3 separate regions of the Mus musculus genome follow, and regions 1 and 2 are each linked to region 3. A link is a contact called in public Hi-C and HiChIP or PLAC-seq data. All regions are on one chromosome and are shown on one strand. Each heading gives the region's core, a stretch centred on a gene start, on an enhancer-like site or on the middle of the called end of the contact. The rest is flanking DNA. Distances are from core to core; before and after follow the strand shown.

Region 1 (4,202 bases), core at 1,439-3,938, 120 kb after region 3:
CATGTCTGTGACTGAGAGACTGAGCTATTGAGTAACTAGTGTTTGAAGCTAGCCTGCACTACAGTGAGAATGCCAGGATATTCTAGTCTGTACCATACAAACCTGTCTAAATAAAATATAATCAAATAAACAAAGATAGGGAACTCTTGTGGCCTCTTACTTAGTGACTCTCTCTGATGTGTTACTGCTTAAATATAAGAACTCCACTCTCTTTGCTGGACTTAACTGTTAAAAGACCAGTATCGAGGGAAGAGGCATGGATGAGCTGTTATACCTCTGATCTGTATCTGTGATTAATGGGTGGGAGAGAGGATGCTAAATACACTCAAAAGTGAGCATTGGGTAATCCCTGTGGGATGAAGTGGGTGGCCACACAGTAGTCAGAACCAAGGCAGCGGTGGGGACAACGATGATCCTTGCAGACTGGAGTTTGCTTGCTTCTGCAAAGCCTCAGTGCCATCCGATTGGGATATCATCTGCATTCATTTCAACCAGTTAATCTGGGGGTGTGCAGGATGAATTCAGATCTTCAGGAGAACACCCTAACGGTTTATTTTGGGGTGTTTTATCCCAACCATAAAAAAAATTTCTGGGAATTGACGGGTACTGGTTTAAGCTCATCCTCTTTCTTAGGCACTCCTGGAAAATGTTAGTCACCCAACAAAAAAGCAAAAGGAGAGGAAGTAGTCATAGAAGAAACATTAGCAGATAAGCCCTGACACTCCACCCAGAAGGGTTGACGGGGAATGAACTCATAATCATGTAAGAATTATCCTCGGAGGATATCCCAGGGGGAAAGGAGAAAGGAGAACTTGTTTTAAGATACTTTGTCTAATCAATACTGCTTATTAATAATGTCTATGGGCCAAGCACTATGCAAAGCGATTCTCTTGGATAATTTCACTTCATCACCACAGAATCCCAAGGACTTGAATCCCGGAGTCATTCTCATCTTAGAGATGTGGTAGCTGGCACGCAGACAAGTGTCTAAACACCGTGTCTAAAGAACCTGATACATCTCTGTCCTTAGGTCTTCACAGAGAGGAGAATTATTTTCATTTTACAATTAAGGAATTGATGATGTTCAGAGAGTTTAGGAATACTGACCAAGGTCACTCAGCTAGGTCATACTCTGTCTAAATTTTCACACTCCCTGTTATGGCCAAAGCACAAGAATGTTCTGGGGAATTATTATACCAGTAAGATCTCTTACACACACACACACACACACACACACACACACACACACACACACACACACACACATACACACACACACACACACACACACATACACACACACACACACACACACTACAAAGTTTAAATATATAGTCTGGGGTTGTTTTTAAAGCTTAAATATTCAGGGTCAAGAATGTTTAAACCATATACGAATAAATATATCATCCTTAACGTAGCTATGTAACGTAGATAGCCACCACTGAAAAAATTATAAGAACAATATTGTTTTGGAGATCTCTCTTCAGATACAGGCTGGATGCCTGCTTGCTAACTAGCAATTCCCTTTTTATTATTATATTATCCAGAAGGAAAAAGAAGACACACACACACACACACACACACACACAAACCCCATGCATCTTTCAGTTTCACTTTATCCTACAAATTTAATAACAGAGCCACTAAATCATGTTAGCATAACAGATGCACTTCTGAACAGGCCTGAGGTATTTCAATTTTCAAAGTGGCCCCTTTTGCCTCTTGCCAAAAAGAAAAAAGAAAAAAAATGTTTTGCCCATTACGATGATTAGGATTTACTTTAGAAGTCATCCAAATTAAAATTGACTTCCAATTCGGTTTCCAAAGAGAAATTTAGAAAGATGGCTTAAGTAAGGGCCACGGCTGTCTGCTGTGAACGACATGGACAGGCGGCAGCTGTAGAAAGTGATGGCCTGGCTCCGTTTCAAAGACAGAAGGGCTACCCCAGGGATGAGGCAAGAATGTTTCACAAGGTTCACTCCACCTCTGAGCTGGCCTTGACCATGCTTGGCCTCCCCGATGCTCAGACAACCTGATATTCTGTGATTCAAAAGAAGTAAAAGGGTAGAAAATACGCAACAGACAGGGCCAGTGAGCCGTGCTGTCTCTCGGTGATCGTAGTGAGGGTCTGGAAGAGTACGGCTTGCTTGTGCCTAATCCAGATGTGAATACCCAGCAGCCTCCGGGCAGAAACCTGCAGAACCAGGCATTTGAGGGAAGAATTACTAGTTGGAACTGTTGCATAAATTTGTCCTTCCTGCCAGATGGGGCTGAATCATAAATAGCCGGATGATTGGCCATATTTTATCTATCAAATCAGACCCCCTCCCATAATACAATGAACTTATGCACCCACCTATTTTTTTAATTCATGGATTAGTTATAAAGAAGGGAAGAAAAGCATATTCTTTTCTTATTGTGGCTTCAGGGTTACAGATTAAAGCACCCTGGCTGGCATCTATGCGCATGTCTCATCTAAACCCAGTGTGAGAATTTGAAGAACTCCCTCATCTTACCCCCCCCCTCTCTCTCTCTTTATATCTTCCTAAGATTTATGGATTGATATTCTTTTGAAAAATAGAAATGAAGAGTCTGAGATCAATGTCTAGGGACTTGTAGACCCTGAAGTCTGAGGTTTATAGAGAGGACAGGAGAATAATCTGTAGTTGTCACCATGGTAACACAGCCTGCACAGCGATTGGAGTCGGCAGAATCGGGAAAGAAAATCACCTAAGTCAGATAAATGCATTGTCATGTTCTCCTGACAACTGTGTTTTGTAGATTTGCTGTTTCTCTGTAGATCGGTTTTAAAGTCTGGGTATTTTGTTTGGTTTTTGTTGTTTGTTTGTTTTGTTTTGCTCTTTAGTGTGTGTTCATTATTCAAAAAGGTAAGTTTTATTGTGACTGCTTCATGTGTATATATCACAGTTTTATCACCTTTTCCCAATGTCTGTTTCAAAGTTTGGGGAAGCTGCAGTATGCAACTGAAATGATAGCAGACAGGGCTCAGGCATTGACTCTAGATCTAGCTGTGTCGATAACCACATGCAAAAATTGGACCGTCCCTAGGGAGCCTGGAACAATTTCTCATTTGTTCACAGACACAAAGAATGCTAAGGGATCTCCAAGACTCAAGTAGTCTGTTGTAGTCTCATTTTTCTAATTAATTAATTAACTAATTAATTAATTAATATGTAGCCTGTGCTGCTCTTGAACTCAGCATCCTCCTGCATCAAGGCTGGGTTTACAGGCACGCGCATACCCAGTGGGGTACGTTCTTTCAGAATACCAGCCTGCTGTATGAGCAGGAAGGTCACGAGCTCCTCTTCACACAGTTACCAGTCAGTTGGACTGCAGAACCTGATGACTGCACTCCTTCCACATCTGTGGAGTCCATCTTGTTTAATAAATCATCCGCTGTCTGGAGCCACATGACATTTATTTAGAAACAGCGCTCACAATCAAAATGCAACATGGCTACCCTTAAAAAACATCCTCTTACAAGATGAACTTTCACAAAAGAATGACAATTGGGTTTGTCATTTGTTTCTGGAAACATAATTTGGAACTGTGCGCTTAAACTGAAGGGAAGAGGGAACATGGGGAGGAAATGCCCTCACAAGGTAACTTTTGAGTGTTGAAATTTCCCAAAATCCCATTACTTGGGTGGGTGCACAATTGTATGGAAATATTCAAAGTCATGTAATTTACTAGAGTAAATGTATCTTGTCAAATACAATTTACTTCTCAGTAAAGGTGCTAAAACACTTTCCAGTGTATTTCCTAAGCTTTTGGTTGCCTTTCTATTACATTGAAGCTGTCACCAGATATATAGCTGTTATACAGCAATTCATCTCCTGGTGCTTTTCGATCATTTGTATTTTCTAATTTATATAGATATATTCTAATAGATTCTAATAGTATCATACATCTGGCTCTTGTTCTATGGCGTTAGCACATTAGATCATTAAGACTTCTATAACAAATGCTGTGAATTCAGGGTGTTAACAAGAATAAGAGTACTGCTCCTTACCGTTCATGGGAATTAGAGCATCACAGACCAGTGGATTTGGTTTAGAGGGAAAGACTTAATTGTAGACTTCTGTCATTTATGTTGTGTCTTCACAGTGCGGGAAGGGGTGGGACAGACATCCAGGTCTTCCCTAAAAAGGGGGATAATCCATGAATGTGAGATCCAACTT
Region 2 (4,081 bases), core at 398-2,897, 74 kb after region 3:
AGGGGAAAGGGCTTCAAGGGAAATGCCGGATGAAGAAAAAAAAAAAAAAGTAGAGGGAGAAGGGCCTCGTGGAGAGGTGGGAGGGGTGTGTGTGATAAAGAACAGCGGACCCTACGGCCAAAAGTAAGGAAGAAAGAGACTAAGAGGTAGGGGGCCAGACGAAAGTCAGGAAGCCAGAGAAGAGCTGCTCAGAGGGCCGAGAGTGGCGAGACAAAGAAAGGGCGCTGGGAAAGGGCACTTGCGCCAAAGCTGTGAACTGCAAACTGCTGGTGAAAAAGCAGAGAAGGGCAAGCTACCGGGTGACAAGAGGTCTGGAACTCAAGGGGACGCTAGGAAAAGGCCGGCCCGGCGACACCCAAGTGTGGGGTCCAGTGTGGTGCGGGCCCACGTGGAGCGGCCGCTGAATCACCGCAAGGCTTGTCTCCCCCTTCCCCCCACCCCCGGCCCGGTACCCGCAGTCCCCGCCTCCTCGGCCGCCGCCTCCACGGGGCGGGGCCCTGGCCCGGGACCAGCTGCTCCGCTATAAAGGGGCTGCGGCGAGGCCGGCAGAACGCTGTGACAGCCACACACCCCAAGGCCTCCAAGATGAGCTACACGCTGGACTCGCTGGGCAACCCGTCCGCCTACCGGCGGGTCACCGAGACCCGCTCCAGCTTCAGCCGCGTGAGCGGTTCCCCGTCCAGCGGCTTCCGCTCGCAGTCCTGGTCCCGCGGCTCGCCCAGCACCGTGTCCTCCTCCTACAAGCGCAGCGCGCTCGCCCCGCGTCTCGCCTACAGCTCGGCTATGCTCAGCTCGGCCGAGAGCAGCCTCGACTTCAGCCAGTCCTCGTCGCTGCTCAACGGCGGCTCCGGCGGCGACTACAAACTGTCCCGCTCTAACGAGAAAGAGCAGCTGCAGGGGCTGAACGACCGCTTCGCCGGCTACATCGAGAAAGTGCACTACTTGGAACAACAGAACAAGGAGATCGAAGCAGAGATCCAGGCACTGCGGCAGAAGCAGGCCTCGCACGCCCAGCTGGGTGATGCTTACGACCAGGAGATCCGAGAGCTGCGCGCCACCCTCGAGATGGTGAACCACGAGAAGGCTCAAGTGCAGCTGGACTCCGATCACTTGGAGGAAGACATCCACCGGCTCAAGGAGCGCTTCGAGGAGGAGGCGCGGCTGCGGGACGACACCGAGGCTGCCATTCGCGCGCTGCGCAAAGACATCGAAGAGTCGTCGATGGTTAAGGTGGAGCTGGACAAGAAGGTGCAGTCGCTGCAGGATGAGGTGGCTTTCCTGCGGAGCAATCACGAAGAGGAGGTGGCCGACCTGCTGGCTCAGATCCAGGCGTCGCACATCACGGTAGAGCGCAAAGATTACCTGAAGACAGACATCTCCACGGCGCTGAAGGAGATCCGCTCCCAGCTCGAGTGTCACTCAGACCAGAACATGCACCAGGCCGAAGAGTGGTTCAAATGCCGCTACGCCAAGCTCACCGAGGCGGCCGAGCAGAACAAGGAGGCCATTCGCTCTGCCAAGGAAGAGATCGCCGAGTACCGGCGCCAGCTGCAGTCCAAGAGCATCGAGCTCGAGTCGGTGCGAGGCACTAAGGAGTCCCTGGAGCGGCAGCTCAGCGACATCGAGGAGCGCCACAACCACGACCTCAGCAGCTACCAGGTAGGAACCGCGGCTGCGCGGCCGGCCTGCGCCAGCGCCAGCGCCGCGCGCCCCCGACACGACACTCGAGAGCGCGCCCAGAGGCCCTCTTGGTCGCGCTCCCTGGTGGCCGCATTCCAGTGCGCGCACGAGCTTCGCAGACGCGGGTTAGCCAAAGCCCAAGGTCTGTGCTCCGCCCCTCCTCCTTGTCCCACCCACTTGCCGCAACTACTTAGAAATTCCCATCTCCTTCAAAAACTTGCTTTCCTACGATAGATTTTACTGTAAAAGTAAAAAGGCACATTCTGGTCGTTGAGAAACACACCGTTTAATAAGCAGGAGCACAGATAGTCTCTTGTATTCCTGCCTCCTTCTTCGCTCCCCTTCCCCTCCCCCACCCATATCTCCACCCCTCCTCCTCACCCCCTTACTCTCCACTCCCCCCCCCCCCCGCCTCCAGCCGCGATGGGCGGAGCTCTCAAAGCTGGCTTCAGTCCAAAATTTGGGCGGGGATTGGGGGGGGGGCAAAGTCCGCTAGGGACCTTCCTCAGATTCCTCAGTGCTCCCTTCTAGGGGCATTCTAGGCTTGCCAGTCTCCGTGTGTGTTGTGCCTAGGAACTGTCTGGTTGATTTTTGTTGCTTTGTTTTGAATTTTACTATCATAAAAGAAGGAGGGATAGCTAGGAGGGATGTCTGCGAGGCTCATGGGACTGGCGGGGAAGGGGGAATTCCGGGGGTGGGTAGGAAAGGGCTCGGGGCAGGGAATAGCAAGTGTCTTGTGAAGGAAGTTTCTAGAGACTCCCTGTACCTTTCAGGACACCATCCAGCAGTTGGAAAATGAACTTCGGGGAACCAAGTGGGAAATGGCTCGTCATTTGCGAGAATACCAGGATCTCCTTAACGTCAAGATGGCCCTGGACATCGAGATCGCCGCGTACAGGTACAGGATCTCTGCAGACTTGGTCCAGACCCTACAGGCACTGCAGAGGCTGCTGCGAACAGCCTTCCCCACTTAAACCAAAGCTGGCCTAGTGAGACAGGCTCAGAGCCCTGACTCCCCAGCTCAGTTACGAACAGAATCCTAAGTATTACAGATACAGGTTTACCAACCTACTTCAGCTTTAAAGAGTGACTACGGAGAAGATCGGGGAGGAGGGTGGAACTGGGGGAGGGAACCAAAATATATTGTATGAAAAAGCCCAAATATGCACCAAAGAATAGTACTTTTGAGTTGCTGGGGGCGTAGCAATAGGTTTAAATTTTTGTTTCAAGCGTCTGTATGTCTGACAAGCAGATGAAGTTTTCATTTTTAGTATTTCATCTGATGGTTCTCTTTTATAAAGCCAAGGACAAACACCAGGTCATGCTTCTCTTCTCTTTCTGTTACAGCTTACTGTTGCCATCCTCTGGCTGAGACTAGATATAGGCACACTAGAATATAGGTGCACTTACTTTAAGTCTATGGATAATATACATGCATTCAATCTGGATAGAAATGTAAATTTAATATATATTTATCTACATATGTAAAGTGTGATACCCTCATATCTAGATCTAGACAAGCGTGTATGTATAAAAACATATAGAACTAGACATATAGGCAAATATAGGTTTGATCTCTTTATCTGTAAACTGGTTCTATCTAGGTCTCCTGAGTAATGCTGTCTTTCTGTTGGCCAGACTCAAAGCATACAGCTCTTGAGGAGGCAGTCACTTCCTGTAAGGCTGTTACAGCAAGAATAAGCTGCACTGTCTTTTTAAGGGAACCAAACGACTGTACCAAGAGACATTCTGTCACTGAACAAATTATAATTTGCTTCACCTATATTCGTATGTAGCTATAATTTAAATTCATCAACATTCTGACTTATGCTCAATAGTTTTAATTTTAAATTGAACATTTTATTTGCTTTTAAAACTCATAGAAATCTTGGCAATTCAAATGATGAGGGAGGACACCGTTTGGGGGACAAAGTGGGTTGGCCACTAGAGACCATTTTAGCACATTCATACTACACCTACAGCAACTGCATGCCTGCCGCGCAACTGCATGCCTGCCGCGCAACTGCATGCCTGCCGCGCAACTGCATGCCTGCCGCAGAGATGCATTTACTGACTGGGTGTGGTTAGTTGTCTACTGGGAGTGGCTAGGCACTACAGCAGAGGACTGTCTGGCACTCTTGGAGAATCTGCCCCAGGATATGATAAACATGTTGATGAAATGGCAGTAAGCACTCACTGCCCTGGTAGAAAGAGTATTTCCTTACGTGGTTCTATTTATTCAAAAGTGCCCACTACATTAAGCTTGTGGTAATGAAGATTAGAAGACCAAACAAGTCTTTCTTGATGTCTCATCCTCTTTGGTTCTCTCCTTAGGAAACTCCTAGAGGGGGAAGAGACCAGATTTAGCACATTTTCAGGAAGCATCACCGGGCCTCTGTAC
Region 3 (4,649 bases), core at 927-3,426:
GTCACCTTTAAGAACAAAAGACTGGGTGAGGGGCAGTCAAGGTGGGGTGATCCTGCAGAGAGCACAGGTGCTCACACAAGGACCCATGGGGTACAGAGCAAGCAGGTGTGGGGAGGGACCTAGGGAACAAAAAGAAGGAGGCATCACAACACAGTGAATAACCACCAGCTAAGTCCTTCAAGGGCAACACGTGTTTTAAGAGGAACATCAACACATAAGACAGATCAGAATTTACCTGATTTTTGTGCAGGAAAAATTTGAAGTGTGTGTGCACACATGCATGTATGCACATGTGTGCGCATGCACACGCATGTGTCTGTACATTTGCATGTGGGAGCCAGAAGACATTGGGTACTGTTCTTCAGGTAACAGCCACCTTCATTCGTTCATTTATCCATTCATCCATTCATTCATTTATCTGAGCCAGTCTCTCACTGGCCTGCAACTGGCTAAACAGACTAATCTGGCTGGGCATGGAGCCTCAGGAATTTGCCCGCCTCCCACTTCCAAGTCCTGGTCCCCAGTACTGTGCCCTGCAATTTTATGCTGATTTCCAGATGAAATTCAGATCCTTGTGCTTGCAAGCCAAACAGCGTATTGACTGAGCACCCTTAGCCCCAGTTGCAGCAGCTTGGAATTTTAAATAGCGTTACTCAGACAGGTCTTGCTGAGCAAACCTTAGTTAAGCACACTTTTGGAAAGGTGATAATAAGGCATGGGTATTCGAAGCAATAAGGTGAGTGCAAGTGTCTGATGCATGTCCTGCAGCATGACTAAGGAGAACAGGGACACTGAAAGGTGAGGATTCGGCTTTAGCCTATTGGAGTTCCGTTTCACTCGCTGACCCCGCCCACTCCCTCAGATCACGAGCACTGTGATGCATGCACCTGCTACTCTTGCTGGTTTCCAGCAGCTATAAGAAGAGATGGGGACAGTCCTCTGATAGACTATAAACAGCTAAGTAAAGAAGAAAATAAAGCGGATTTTAGACCCCAGCACGCTCTGCAAGAAAAATGAGGAAGGAAAGTGAAAAGGCAGGAGTGGGGGCAGGGGGAAGAGGATATTCCCATTGCGTGACAGTGACTAAATAAGTGACATTTGACCTGCTGTTATAATGACAAAGCAGACAGCCCAGGGGAGGTGGGAGAAGAAAGCTCTGGAAGAGGCAGAAGGAATGCAGAGGTGGGGAGTGAATGCCCAGAGGAGTCACTGGCTGATTACAAGACTGCTGTGTGTGTTTCTCACTTAAAGTAACAAGGAGTAGTTAAAAGGGGGATGTTATTAAAAATCCATCCACCGAGGAAAGCAGTAGAGGTCATTGGGTTATTTATTTTGTTTTAATGTGTTTTGTTTGATAAAAGCAACAAAGAAAATTCCCAGAAATATTTTGAGTTGACTAACGATGTTAAAGTGTATAAAGGTGGGTTTGAACTGCAGTGGAGCAGTAGGGGACTTCGACACCTACCATCCCTTAAACCAAAGTAGAGGTACCAGTAAGGATTACTGTACAGAATTCCCGGCCTTGAAAGTAAAATATGCAAATGTTTACACCTTTGCATAACTTTAAAATCATAAACTGACCTATGAATTTCTGAATCCTAAAGAGATATCCACGTGATAATTTTATTATGTTTCTCTATGTGTGTGTGTGAGTGTGTGTGTGGGGGGGGGTGCTGCTGCCATCCCTGGAGCTTGAACAAGGGGCCTTGGGCTTACTAGCCAAGTGCTTCACCACTAAGGGATACTCCTAACCCTGCAGGAAGAGCCCTTTGTCCTGTCATCTCACTGTGGACCAAATTACCTACGACTGACACCACATCCCTAAATGTTGATGCTAAGCTGTTTCTCTCCTTTGTCCTACATGAGAATCCTCTCTGCCTCCTGAAAGCATGAAGGACCTAAGTTAGAGGGAAAGTGGGACACTAAAGAGAAGACAAAGAAACATCCCTCCTGGGACCTGAGATAGGGCTGTTCTGCTAATGGGGGATAAGTGCAAATTCTCTTTAGATTCATCATCTAGAGCAGGGGGCGGTGTGTGTGTGTGTGTGTGTGTGTGTGTGTGTGTGTGTGTGTGTGTGTGTGTGTGTGTTTGCGCGCGCGTGCATGCTCACACATGGAGGAGGTAGCACTTCCCTCAGCCTCTGGAGACCGGTTACCTCACTGAACCCGAGCTCATCATTCTTTCAGGGAGGCTGGCTAACTGGCAAGCTCGAGTCTCCAGTGCCTTCCGTGGCCCCAGCGTAGGGGGAGGGGTGTTATAGAAGCGCACAGCCACAAGGGCTGAGTGCTGCGCCTCGGAACTCAGGCCCTCAGACTTGAGCCACAAGCTCTCTTACCCACTCACTGAGTCATCTCCGCAGCCCTGGTTTTTTTTTGGGGGGGGGGGGGGGGTTGGGGGTTGTTGTTGTTGCTGTAACAACATAACAAAGAGTGAGATTGGTTTTGAACTACAAGAGAGCATCAGGAATTCTTCAAGGGAGTGAAAATGGAAAAGACTGGGTCTAGGAACCGATAGGATCTGGCAAGCACGTGGCTGGGAATGCGCATGAGATGAGATCCAGGCAACTGGGGAACAAGGTATTTTCCCAAGACTCAGAGCCCTTGCTGGCCTGCCATTCATGTAACATGCTGTCTTCAGAACCAGGAAGGGTTAGATTTCACGTAGCATATCCATTATTCAGTAAATTATTCATGGAACTCACATCATCTAAACACACACTTTTAAAATGCAACAGATCCTGTAAGAGGTATTGTTTTCTGCACCAAAAGAAACGTTCGCTTAAAGGAAAAAAAAAATCAATGTCACCTTGAAGCAGTGAGAGCAGCTGCATTAGACCAACTGCAGTCACATTTTAAAATAATTGGCAGCCTAAACAGGGCTCTGTAGAGACTAGAGACTAGAAAAGTGAGAAGGGAACAGAGGGGTGGGAGGAGATGCATTCAATAACAACTAACAGGAGTATAAAAGACAGATCTTTGGCAATAACTTTAAAAGCATGACGTTTGCCTTCAAATCAAAGTAATTAGCAGTCATTAAGGGATAACGAAATAAATCAAGACAGAAAATTAGAGTCACGAATAATCACAGGTCAGCAGTTACATCTATTAACATTTTGAGTTTTCTCTCCCCCTGCGCACATCTCTAGGCACATGTAAATAAATATACATATGTATTTGTAAATGTATATTTCACTCAAAGTATATTACACGCCATACATAGCTTTGTTTTTCACATCACTAAATATCATACACGTTTTTTCTCTGCCTTAATTAACTCTCTAAAGTGCATTTAAAGTCCTCACACTATTCAATTCATTTGCTGTCCCACGGGCTAAATACAACCTTTTTTTTTTTTTACACATTTGGAATATTAGCTGAGTTTGGCTGCAGTTTTCAGTGTTGCTACAAATCACTTGGCAGTTCAGTCCACAATACGACATGATGCCTACATATCTCAAAACATGTCAGAGAGCAAACTAATTACTTGCAGTATATCTTCCCCCTTCAAAAAAAGATTCTATGATTTAAAACGTTTAAAGAAATCTCCGTGGTGCTCATTTGCATTTAGGATGCTGAGTTCTGAGCACTCTACGTAAGCCAGCTTTGGGGAAATTGTTTAAATTATTGAGAATCGTTCATCGCTAGGCGCAACCACTAAAACGCCTCAGCTGTGCATATCTTAGAAATTAGAAAAGTGTGATCGCTGTGTTCGAGTGTAAGCAATCTCCAGGTTCATGCTACTTATTACGAGTCAGTATGCACAAGCCTGTCTCCAAAGTGATGGCAGCAACTAGGGTCAGTCACTTGCCTTTGCCAGGTTGATAAGTAGTGAGTTCTGGTGCTAAGAGTCACTGTAGCTCTTTATTAATGAGCTGATCCTTGATCCACATATACTAAAGATGTGTATTTCTCTGTACTTCTACAGATGGCTTATTCTTGACCTTCATCTATTTGTTCTACTATGGTAATTATCATTTTCATTTATTAGAAATTCCTACCTCTATGTAATATTGATATTTTTCTCTCTTACATTTAAAATTTTTATCTCAGGTTACTTTCTTTGCAATTGCCTTATGGTGTTTTAAAGATTTTAGTTATTTCTTTTTCTGCAAATGAAATTAGCTAATGGTTAACATGTGTGTTCTGCCTTACAATCCTTATTTAAGGCTTTCCCCCACTTAAACAAATTAAGTAAGCTTTACCCATTGAGCTGAAAATATATATCTCAGCTGGAAATCAACTCCAAGACCAACATGCTCCAATCAATATATTTCTTATAAAACGATCGCATTTCCCACAAAAGCAGCAGGAACTAGGCTTCTAGGAATGGACATTATATGTAAGACCTTCTGGACAGTCCTATAAAAGTTTATAGACGAATATAAAAGAAGAGCAGAATAAATTGAGAGATATTTGATGACACTGGACAGGAAGACTTGGTATCATAAAGATATCAAACTTTCCAATTTAATCTATAAAATTAATTTAATCATACTAAAAGACACCAGAATTTTTAGTAGAACTTGACAAGCTAATTTTAAAGGGCTAAGGAAAAGTAAGCTGTTAGGACTTCTAAGATACAGATGAGCAAGAGACAATACGAGAGATCGTTTTACCTAACAAATATGAAGGTTGAGTCTAATGTTTTT

What was found. Hi-C and Micro-C count contacts between places; a contact is called where the count stands out from the background. HiChIP or PLAC-seq counts read pairs in DNA pulled down with a chosen protein or histone mark.
Region 1: a contact with region 3 is called in a Hi-C map of the N1E-115 cell line, with 5 times the contacts expected there. The contact joins two enhancer-like sites. A contact is called at or near these places in 1 of 484 Hi-C or Micro-C datasets (the N1E-115 cell line), 4 of 115 datasets of contacts at active chromatin or transcription factors (differentiating embryonic stem cells and embryonic stem cells) and 2 of 9 other capture datasets (adipose tissue and pancreatic islet).
Region 2: an H3K4me3 HiChIP or PLAC-seq map of neural tube shows a contact between it and region 3, with 2.3 times the contacts expected there. The contact joins the promoter of A230070E04Rik here to the enhancer-like site in region 3. A contact is called at or near these places in 1 of 39 promoter capture datasets (pre-B cells), 1 of 484 Hi-C or Micro-C datasets (nephron progenitors), 3 of 115 datasets of contacts at active chromatin or transcription factors (differentiating embryonic stem cells, embryonic stem cells and neural tube) and 1 of 9 other capture datasets (adipose tissue).

The regions. Positions count from the first base shown.
Region 1 is chr14:68,072,612-68,076,813 of GRCm38.p6, reverse strand. The region is part of intron 1 of Gm31107 (a long non-coding RNA gene); the gene reads left to right. Among named protein-coding and RNA genes, the nearest start is that of Gm31107, 6.2 kb to the left of the region's middle. Within about 2 kb of position 2,688, at least 3 of the 459 cell types and tissues checked have an H3K27ac peak or open chromatin away from gene starts, as enhancers often do. A contact at or near this core is called in the N1E-115 cell line, where this site is marked.
Region 2 is chr14:68,121,318-68,125,398 of GRCm38.p6, reverse strand. It overlaps A230070E04Rik (RIKEN cDNA A230070E04 gene), which reads right to left and starts at 1,647. Exons shown (of 3, transcript NR_045897.1): 1 at 571-1,647. It overlaps Nefm (neurofilament, medium polypeptide), which reads left to right and starts at 395. Exons shown (of 3, transcript NM_008691.2): 1 at 395-1,659; 2 at 2,454-2,578; 3 at 4,015-4,081. The coding sequence starts at 586.
Region 3 is chr14:68,195,203-68,199,851 of GRCm38.p6, reverse strand. No RefSeq gene overlaps it. Among named protein-coding and RNA genes, the nearest start is that of Nefm, 73 kb to the right of the region's middle. Within about 2 kb of position 2,176, at least 36 of the 459 cell types and tissues checked have an H3K27ac peak or open chromatin away from gene starts, as enhancers often do. A contact at or near this core is called in the N1E-115 cell line, differentiating embryonic stem cells and neural tube, where this site is marked.